Regions from separate parts of the Anas platyrhynchos genome. Here region 2 is linked to region 1. Evidence: chromatin contacts called from public Hi-C data. All regions are on one chromosome and are shown on one strand. The core of a region is the stretch at or near the end of the contact, and the rest is flanking DNA. Distances in the headings are between cores, read along the strand shown.

Region 1 (4,966 bases), core at 1,936-4,435:
GCACGTATATATGTATAATCTTTACACCTAGGAATTTTTAATATGGCTCGAGAAGTCTTTCTGGGCCACAAGATGGCAGCATAAAACCACATTTCACCAGTTTGCCCTCCTGTTGCAGGAGGCATCTCTTACTGGTGCCAAGAACCCGGAGCTCTGACCCCAGGGATGGCCACAGGAGGAAAACATCCAGCCCCAGGGTGCAGAGCCGGGGGAGCCTTGGTCACCTCCGAGACATTTGCAATTCACCATCCACCCCTTCCACACGCTTCTGGTTTGCTGAATTTGTCCAGTTTTCGGGTAATAACTCCAAGGTGACCTCCAAGCCTGGCTTGGACACCCGGCTTCTCCCCACTTCACTATTTCTTCTCGTCCGCTCCCCTAATTTCTGCTTCTTATCCTCTGTATCTCCCCTGGGGTTCATCGTCCCCTTTCCCTGAGAGGTTTTGGGTCTGTGTTTGCTGGTGCAAACCAGCACCAGGGTGGTTTCCTGGTCCCCAAACTCTGCTGTTTGCACTATTGCACCACTACCCCCCCAGTGACACTACACAGGCTGCGCACTCACTCGCCGCACATCGGGACTTGCAAGGGGGATGATGCTAAGCCCCAAACCAGGAGCTGGCCCGTAACACCACCCTTCTGGTGCGGGGGAAGCTTTCAGGACTCATTTCATCTTTCCCAGCCATTCTCAAGCTAAAACATTTCTTGCTACCGAGGGCAAGGCTCAGCCAGGACGTGGGCAGCCGGGGACGGGCGTGCACATCCCCGTGGCACCATCGGCCAGGGTGGGGTGCTGAGACACCTCTCCAAGCACCCTGCCTTCCCCACCCACTTCCCCAAACAAAACGAGCTTTTTTTTTAATTATTTCTAGGAAATCTGGAGGCTCTCACCATCATGGCGCCCATATCCTCTTCCCACCAACCTTCTTCCTACTGACGGGCATTTTGGGGATGCGGCAGGAGCCAGGATGCTGCAGGGGCTGGAGAAGGGAGAGCAGAGCACGGGGTCCTACCAGCGGTCCCAGGGCCCCGTGGCGATGCCAGGGTCACTTCTCCTTGCCACCTTTGCTGCTGCAGAGGCTGCTAATTTTAAGCAGCTCTTGGTAAACAGTTGCTAAATTTAGGGTCTCGGGGAGAAACACGAGCCGAAGTGGGCTCGCCCTGCTAGGTTTTCCTGAAGACGTGGATTAGAAGCCCCCGTAGGAAGGGAGCATGAAAAGCACCTCGCTGGGAGGTGCAAAGCTTCATCCCTCATCCATCATCCCTCCTCCTTCATCCCTCCTCCTTCATCAACCTGCCCACACACAGGTTTCCAGCGAACCCCAAGCACCAGACCCCAGAGCTAAGTGGCACATGGTCCTGGGAGAAACAAAGTATGGAGAGAAAAATCTTCATTAAAATCCAGGGTCCTGGGACACTTCTGAACGTGGCTTGCAACCCATTGCTGTTTCCTATTTATGTGCCTATTTAGCAAGATCAGACACCGTCATCGTGGTGCCTGCACATGGAAGGGAGCTTTGAAACCCCGATTACCAGCATCACAGCTTTTCTTGGATATCCCAGGATGAAGCCACGGGAGAAAGTGACAGTCCTGAGGCTTTTCTGGTGTCTTAGCCCAAAGGACTCCGTTTTCTGCTCTGCTTCCACTGTGCTGGGGCTGCTGGAACCCAGCTCTGGGTCCTCAAGGATAACCCTTGGCAAAAGCCGGGTGACTGAAGCAGGACAAACTTTCCATCTTTCCAATCCAAAAGCACTGCTCACCCTTTCTGCAGCACAACTCCTGAAACTCAGAAACATCACAAAAAGAGTTTTGCTCCTGTGATAAAAAGGGACAAGCATCCCAAAGCCTGCTGTGACCTTCTCCAACTCTGGCACAGCCAGGAAAGCATCCCTGAGACTGGAGGGGGCATGCAGAGATTGCGCCTCCTCTCCAGACAACTGTGTCTTGGGATGAGCTGGCTTACCCTCTTAACGAGTTGTGTGGTTTTTTTTCTTCCCCTCTTTTTCCCTCTTTTTGCTGACTGTAGAAGGAGCCCCCGTACTTCATTTATCAACTGGACATCCCACTCCTAAATAGCTGCAGTTGAGCAACGTGACTCCCACCCCAGATGCTTGGTAGGAAACCACAAGGAGCCTACGCGTGCTTCTCCTGGGGCAACAGATGCCAAAACAGACGCATTCATCACTTCGCTCCTCGCTCGAGCCCTTGGCCAGTGGCCAGGCAGATGGATAATGCGAGGAGATAAGGCAACAGCTAAACACGTGTCCTCTTCATCCTGCAAACTTTTTTTATTTTGGGGGAAAAAAACACACTGTTTAGACATCGTAAAACTATGCTGGTGTCTACGTTTTGCTCAGCTGACTTTAAAAAGAAAAGGATTTATATCCTTGAGAATATATATATTCCAGAAGGCATTTTTTGTAAAGTCAGGACAAAACCTTGCTGGTTTTGATGCACATTTCCACAGTTTAGGGGCTGCTTGGACTGGGAACGAGTGCTCATGCTAAGCCTGAGGACATGCAATTAAAACAAAGGGACTCATTAACAAAGGGACTCGTTTTATACAAGGCCTTGAACCTGTTACCCCTGGGGGAGAGCAGAGCCAAACGTCACTGGGGTGAAACACCGACCCGTGCAGCCCTTTGCCTGGCAGGAGGCTCCGAAAGCAGAAACCTGAGCCTCCAGCCCTCCTGCCACGAAGCCTCCCAGCATGAAAACACCCCCGAGGATTTAGGTGTCACTGGGACACCGAAGGACAAAATGGGACTCTCAGAGCAAGCTGCTGCCCTACCATAAATCCTAACATCCCCTCGAAGCCAGCACGAGCTGTCCAAAGCCTCCCCTCTAAACCCACACAGTTTGGGGGATCCCAAGAGCCGCAGCCCCCGATGAGCTGCAAGTTCCCTGCCTCTGCACCCACCTCCTCTGCAGGACACGCTGCGATTCAGCTCCGCTGCCCCGTGGCTTTGGGGTTAACAAAAAAACATGTCCCAGCTATTCCTTGCCCACGCGGTCAGAGATCCCTTCGAGGGAAACAAAACACGAACACACACACCCACGTATGCCTCGGTGACTAAAGCGAGAACCTGCTTGAGAAATGAACAGCAAGTTTCTTTTCAGGAAGCCTATTTAGGTCAAAGGCGAATCCTCCTGCTAAGCTGGCTGAGGGGTGGCTTGGACGCAGCACGCAGATGGTTTCTCGTTTATCAGCGGCCCGTTAACTCTGCACTAAGCTCTCCTCTTTGGTCCAGATTGTGTCGTTGCAGTAGGAAAACCCCAGCTCGGAGCGATTCTTCCATGCTGGGTGCACCCTCAGGATTGTTTGTCTCCGTTAGGATCGCTACAGGTGATTATTTTAAGGCTCCAGGGGGAAGCAGTTTTATTACCCAGAAGGTAATTTCACCCTGGTTGTCTCCCCAGACTGGTGCACATCAGGACAAGCTTGTAGTAAGTCGCTCACGCCAAGTAAATTTTCAGAGCGTTTTCTTCTTAAATTCCCCTTTTTGCTCAGCTTTATTTCCAGCCGTCGTTCTCAAGCACATCTGAGTGCATTTCCAAGCAGTTTGACTTGCTCGGTGCAAGAGCGGCCACTGCCTGAGGTGCTCTTCAGATAAGATGTGCTCTCCAGATCACCCAAAGAAAAGCTGGCAGGCTCAAAACCAGCCCTTGCCAGGCATTCCTTATCCTTGGCACTGGTGTTTAAGTCTTCTCACGGTTCAGCAGGATCTCTGCTCGAAACAGGGAGCACATTTACACAGAGCTGGGTACAGCCTGAACAAAAAGGGAGGCCCGCAGGGATACTCAGGGTGTATCAGAGGTGCTGGGGTGCCACCTGCTCCTGGACAGAGCAAAAACCATCAACGTGAGAGATGCAGCATCCCTGCAGGGAAAGTTAAGCTTCCCCATCTTGAAGAGAGGCTGTGTCCTAAGGTCTTAACTCTGCAGGCATAATATTTATCCAGATACAAAATGTCTGAGCCATGCTTTCACATCCCTTCACAATTCCCTGATAGTGGGCATACCTTTGACCTCCCTGAGAGAGCTCTTTGCATCGGTGGTGTCATTTAGACTTTGGGACCCTCTTTTCTGGAGGCAGGGGGTGGAAACCTCACCTGTTTGGGGCACTGCTGTCCAACAAAACGTGGAGTTTCATCGCACAGATAGTTCAAGAATGCATCTTCTCATTCTCCTCCTTCTTGCCCACACTCCCACACCAGTTTGTGTGGTGTTTCCCACTTGGACAAGTTACCATTACAGCTGTAGGTTATACTCCAGCTGTATCTGCGTTATCAAGGTCGTTTGGGGTTTTCACTTGGCTCTTCCGAATGTGGTTCAAGAATTTGTGAAGGACAAGTAACAGGTTAGACCCCCCCAGATTCCCCCACAAAATTATAGGAAGGTTTGCTGAAGCACAAGGGCCTTCAGCAGCTGATGGGCAGGTGGCACACAATTAAATACACGGTGATGCGGGAGGATTTCAGCACTAAGCTGGACAAGGCAAATGATTATGTCCCTAAGGCACAATTCCTCGAACACACCGTGAGTAAGATGAATGAGTACAGACAGTATCCAGATCTACCTGAAGATCCTCCTACTCCAAATTTCATAGAAAGGAAGAAAACCCCTATTTTTTATAACATATAAAACATATGAGCATATAAAAAAAGAGTAATAACTTACTGAGCAGAGTCTCCAGGAATTACCAAAGCACCCAGTCTTTTTATTACAACATTTATTTTAGTATAGAAGGCACTTACAATACAGAAAGGAAAAAAAAATGATAGGCACCGAAAGTGCAGTTAGAATTAAAATGACAAAGAAACAGTTTACCAGACGAAAAGAGCACCCTTCCCTGTTAACAATACAGCACATGGAAATGAAGCTATTGATGACTAGGTTTTTAAACAGTTAGGGCTTTTTTTTTTTTTTTTATAGAAAAGATAAAGGCTGTTCTACTGTGAACTGAAA
Region 2 (4,473 bases), core at 469-2,968, 220 kb after region 1:
TAGCAGAGCTGGGGCAGGCTGGTGGTGTGGCTGACCCATGGATTTTGGAGAGCTGAGCACCCAGGAGTGTTGGTGCTGCCCAGAGAGCTGCAGGGCAGCCCCTCTGTGCTCTGATTTTCTTTCCCTGGACAGGAGCTGCTACTCACCTACCTCCTGGAGGCCAGAGAAGGGCAAAAGTTAATATTTGCCCCTCCTTTTTGCCCCTCAGATGGGATGCTCAGACGTGGCACACCTGACCCGTGCCAGAGCCCTGCCTCCTTCACGTTTAGCAGTGCCACGAGCCCCCTGGTGTGGGACGGTATCACCCCAAACCCCGTTTTGTGCCGTTGCAGGCTCTCCCAGCGTGTCCCATTCAGGCCACGTGTGAAGCTGCTTCCAAGGAGGAGAACAAGGAGAAGAACCGATACGTGAACATTTTGCCCTGTAGGTAGCAGAGCGGCCGGTGGGGCTGGGGGTCTGGGTGAGGGAGGACGCTGCCGGGGTGGTCTCGCCTCCCCGAGGGGCTGCTGCAGCTTCCAAAGCTTTATACACACAAAATCCATCCTTGGGTAAGGTCCAGCACCTCCCCAGGCATGTTCAGAGAAGAATTTGGGGGCACAAAGTCATTTATTCATGCAGCGAAGCCGGGATGGGGACCCACCGAGCCCGGGCTCTGCTCCAAAAAATGTCATTTCCAGCCCTGTGGGGTTTTTGTTTTTAATGCCCACTTGTCATTTTTCCCCAGATGATCATTCCAGGGTTCACCTGACTCCCGTCGAAGGGGTTCCTGACTCTGACTACATTAATGCCTCCTTCATTAATGTAAGTGGCTGCTTTCCCCCCGAAGCAGGGCCCGGCCACGTGTGTGGCTTTTATGGGGTGCGACTTTTGTCTGGGAGAGGACCCTGGAGGACAGGGGTGAACGTAAATTCCGCCTGGAGCTCTGCCATTGCTCAGCCCCATCTCTTCACACCTCGCTTTCCTCCCCCTTCTGCAATAACGCAAAGCTCCTGGGGGTGCTGCAGAGCCCAAGCCGGCCGCTTTGGGAGGGATTTGGGAGCCGTTCCCAGTGAGCAGAGGATTTCTGATTAACAGCTGACGGCTCCTGGGGCTGATTAATCACAGGTACTTCCCAGCTTGCAGGGCTGGACCTGAAAAAGAGATCAGGCAGTCTGGCTAAAATGTATTGAGAAATATCTTTGCCCTACTCGGCTCCTAGGGGGCAGCAGGGTCTGTGCCTTCTGGTAGGGAATTGATGATTTTGGAGAGTGGGAGAGTGTAAACTTCACTTTATAGTGCTCATATGAATACAAAATCCTGCTTTTTATTAATTTGATGTCCTGTTTCTTGCCTTGGGCAAATGCTGGTCTTTCATCTCCCCTTTTTCTCCTTTTCTCCGCAGGGGTACCAAGAGAAAAACAAGTTCATTGCTGCACAAGGTAAGCACCCGGTTGTGCTGCTAGCTGCGCCTCGAGGGGTTTGGGCTGGGTCCTCCTGCCCTGTGTGGACCCTGCTCAGGGTGAAAAGAGGCTGGGCTGGCCCACAGCTTGGCCCCAAAAAGTATTTCTGCGGGTGTGCCACAACTCTTCCCAAGCTCCCAGCAGAGCCTGACAGCAGCTCTCCTGTCACCCAGCCGGGGCAAAGCTTCGCCTCTCCTTTTTTCCCCTGGCTCGCCCTTAGCCTCGGGCTTGGCAGGGGATGTGGAGGTTGAGTCAGCTCCTTGCCTGGCAGGCGGTGGAGAGCGATTCCCGTGCCATATTGAAATAGGATCCCGTGGTTAAAGCACAAGGCTCGGGGGCAGGACTCGTGCGTGCTATTTGCGACGGCCACGGTTTCCCCGTGTGACCTTGGGCAAGTTGTTTCCACGCTCCGTGTGTCTGATTTCCCCTTTCTGGGGCTAAAAATGGAATTCCCGGTCATAAAAAGTCTCCAGTCCCTTTAAAAAAAAAAAAATAGCCCTGCTATTGTGTGTGATAGGATTGTTGTTTGGGTTAGCCAACCTACCCGGGGACGCATCCTGTGCTGACATCTACCGGCAAAAACCATCTCAGCATCAGCAGCTCTCGTGTGGCCAATTCCTTTCCCTAATAACAACCCCATCTGTTCATTTTGCCCTTAGGACCAAAGGAAGAAACAGTGAACGACTTCTGGAGGATGATCTGGGAGCAAAACACGGCAACGATCGTGATGGTGACCAACCTGAAGGAGAGGAAGGAGGTGGGTGGCAGCTTTTCGCCTCTCCCCGCCCTCTTCTCCTGAGTTTTTCTCCCAATCTCAGCCGCCCGCCTCCCATCTCTCCCCGCAGTGTAAATGTGCTCAGTACTGGCCGGATCAGGGCTGCTGGACCTACGGGAACATCCGTGTGTCCGTGGAGGACGTGACGGTGCTGGTGGACTACACCGTGCGCAAGTTCTGCATCCAGCAGGTGCTGCACCCCCCCCAAATCCCTCCCCGCATCCCTCCTCGGGGCCGGTGCCCTCTGCAGTCTCACCCCACAGCATCCCCGCCTCCCTTTCGACCCAGAGTTATTACAAACATGCTCACCTCGAGTGCCTGGGACCCCGTTTTCCACTCAAGGCAGGCAGCAGCCAGGTCTGACGTTCAGCCCCAAAATCCTCCAGCAGTCGCTGTCCCTTTCGGTGCCTCCACAGGAGCCAGCTCCGCCTCACGAGCCCAGACGAAACCCAGCGCCAGCGCCGTGCGCGTTGCTTTTCCTCGCCTTTCCCATCCGTCACTCCCTCGTCCCACCCTCCGAGGCTCCGGCTGCCTTCGTCACTGGTTGTTTTCCCCATGCTCCCAGAGGCAGGCGACAAAACTGGCGGGGGGGGGCATGGGGAATGAGAGAGTCAGGTTGGGGATGAAATTGGGCAGGTGGCATCACCTGGGTGATGGTAGGAGCTGCTCTGGTGTTTTCCAGCTTCAAGGCCACCCGCAGGATGCAGGATATGATGCAGAGCAATTAAAATAACAGCCTTTTAGAGCCAAATCCGGCCCTGGAGCTTTGGTTCGACGCTTCCTAAGCCTGCTAAGTTCAGCCTGGGGGCCGTAGCTCCCCCTCTGCCCCCTGCTTTTGGGGAAAAGAAAGTAAATCTAAGTATTTGGGATGAATCCCAGCCCGCCTTTCCCCTGCAGGTAGGCGACGTCACGAACAAGAAGCCTCAGCGCCTCGTCACGCAGTTCCACTTCACCAGCTGGCCCGATTTCGGGGTGCCCTTCACTCCCATAGGGATGCTGAAGTTCCTGAAGAAGGTGAAGACCTGTAACCCCCAGTACGCAGGAGCCATAGTGGTGCACTGCAGGTGAGCACTGGTGACAGCTAACCTCTGCCTCTCCCCGCTTGCCTGGGAAGCATCTTCTATTTAATACCAAAAGGATGTTTTTTTCCATCAGTTTTTCCTTTTTTTTTTCATTCCCACTTGTTATTTAACGCTGCGAGCTTCGGCCTGTCCACACGGGAACATTCAAAAAAAATAAAAATAAATTGATCTGAGCGAGGTTCTTGATCACTTGGTGCAGCTCGATTCAGTCAGAGCTGAGCTAAAATCCCCTCCTGTGCTTTGGAGGCACCTCCCTTGGTGCTCTGGGCCCGCGAGGGCAGCATCCTGAGCTGCAGGGAGCTGGTGCTCAGCCTGCGAGGGGGAACCCACGTTGTTTATGCGAGATTCAGACTCAGCACCACCCCTGGGGTTTGCAGGAGGCTATGTCCCTTTCCGAAAGGGAAAGCCCCACGGTTAAAGGCAGAGATTAAAGGTTTGGTTTAAGGTTTGCCACCTCCCGAGTCCAACTTCCCAGCTTCCTTCTCAGGAGGCAGCAGACAAAAGGGCTCAGGCTCTCCGTAGCATCACCCAGCCTCATCTTCCATCCCTCCTTTACACCAGGCACAAAAATAAAGCTCACCCTCACGGCGTGGAGGGTGGAAGGGCAGCGGGTAGAAACCTCTCCCTCCTCCTAAACCCAATTTGCTGTTTTCTACGCAGCTCCAGGCTCCAACACGGGGCTCTCGGTGCTGCTGCAGCGACTTATTCCTTGTCCCCTCTGCCTTTTCAGCGCCGGGGTGGGACGCACGGGCACTTTCATCGTCATCGATGCCATGCTGGACATGATGCACGCCGAGAGGAAGGTGGACGTTTACGGCTTCGTCAGCCGAATCCGGGCTCAGCGCTGCCAGATGGTACAGACAGATGTAAGCACGCCGCTCTGCTCCCCTGGAGCTTCTCTCTTTTGGGTTTTCCTTCGTGCTCTCGGCCCCACAGCCCCCTGCAGCAGCTCTGTGTGCAGCTCGAGGTCGTCCCTGGGTTTGGGAGGAGCTCTGAGACAGAGCTGTGTCGAGGGAGCCTTTCGTTAGGTCCCGCTGGTTGCAATCACCAGCTTTCCCTCGCAGCTTTGGGTCAGATTCCTGCAGGAATAGCAAATAAAACCTCGGAGCCCTCACGGGGTGCCCGCCGAGGTCCCCCTGGGAGCTGAGGGCCTCTCCCCACACCCTTTCCAGATGCA

Evidence for each region. A called contact is a pair of places that touch in the nucleus more often than the background predicts.
Region 2: a Hi-C map of subcutaneous adipose tissue shows a contact between it and region 1, with 4 times the contacts expected there. The contact joins two enhancer-like sites. A contact is called at or near these places in 2 of 8 Hi-C or Micro-C datasets (skeletal muscle and subcutaneous adipose tissue).

The regions. Positions count from the first base shown.
Region 1 is chr4:76,686,291-76,691,256 of IASCAAS_PekinDuck_T2T, forward strand. It overlaps SMOX (spermine oxidase), which reads right to left. Exons shown (of 7, transcript XM_027455818.3): 7 at 4,698-4,966. Among named protein-coding and RNA genes, the nearest start is that of SMOX, 49 kb to the right of the region's middle. Within about 2 kb of position 3,186, at least 6 of the 8 cell types and tissues checked have an H3K27ac peak or open chromatin away from gene starts, as enhancers often do.
Region 2 is chr4:76,906,718-76,911,190 of IASCAAS_PekinDuck_T2T, forward strand. It overlaps PTPRA (protein tyrosine phosphatase receptor type A), which reads left to right. Exons shown (of 23, transcript XM_072037896.1): 9 at 333-423; 10 at 725-801; 11 at 1,382-1,418; 12 at 2,099-2,196; 13 at 2,285-2,404; 14 at 3,112-3,278; 15 at 4,027-4,162; 16 at 4,469-4,473. Among named protein-coding and RNA genes, the nearest start is that of MRPS26, 9.9 kb to the right of the region's middle. Within about 2 kb of position 1,719, at least 5 of the 8 cell types and tissues checked have an H3K27ac peak or open chromatin away from gene starts, as enhancers often do.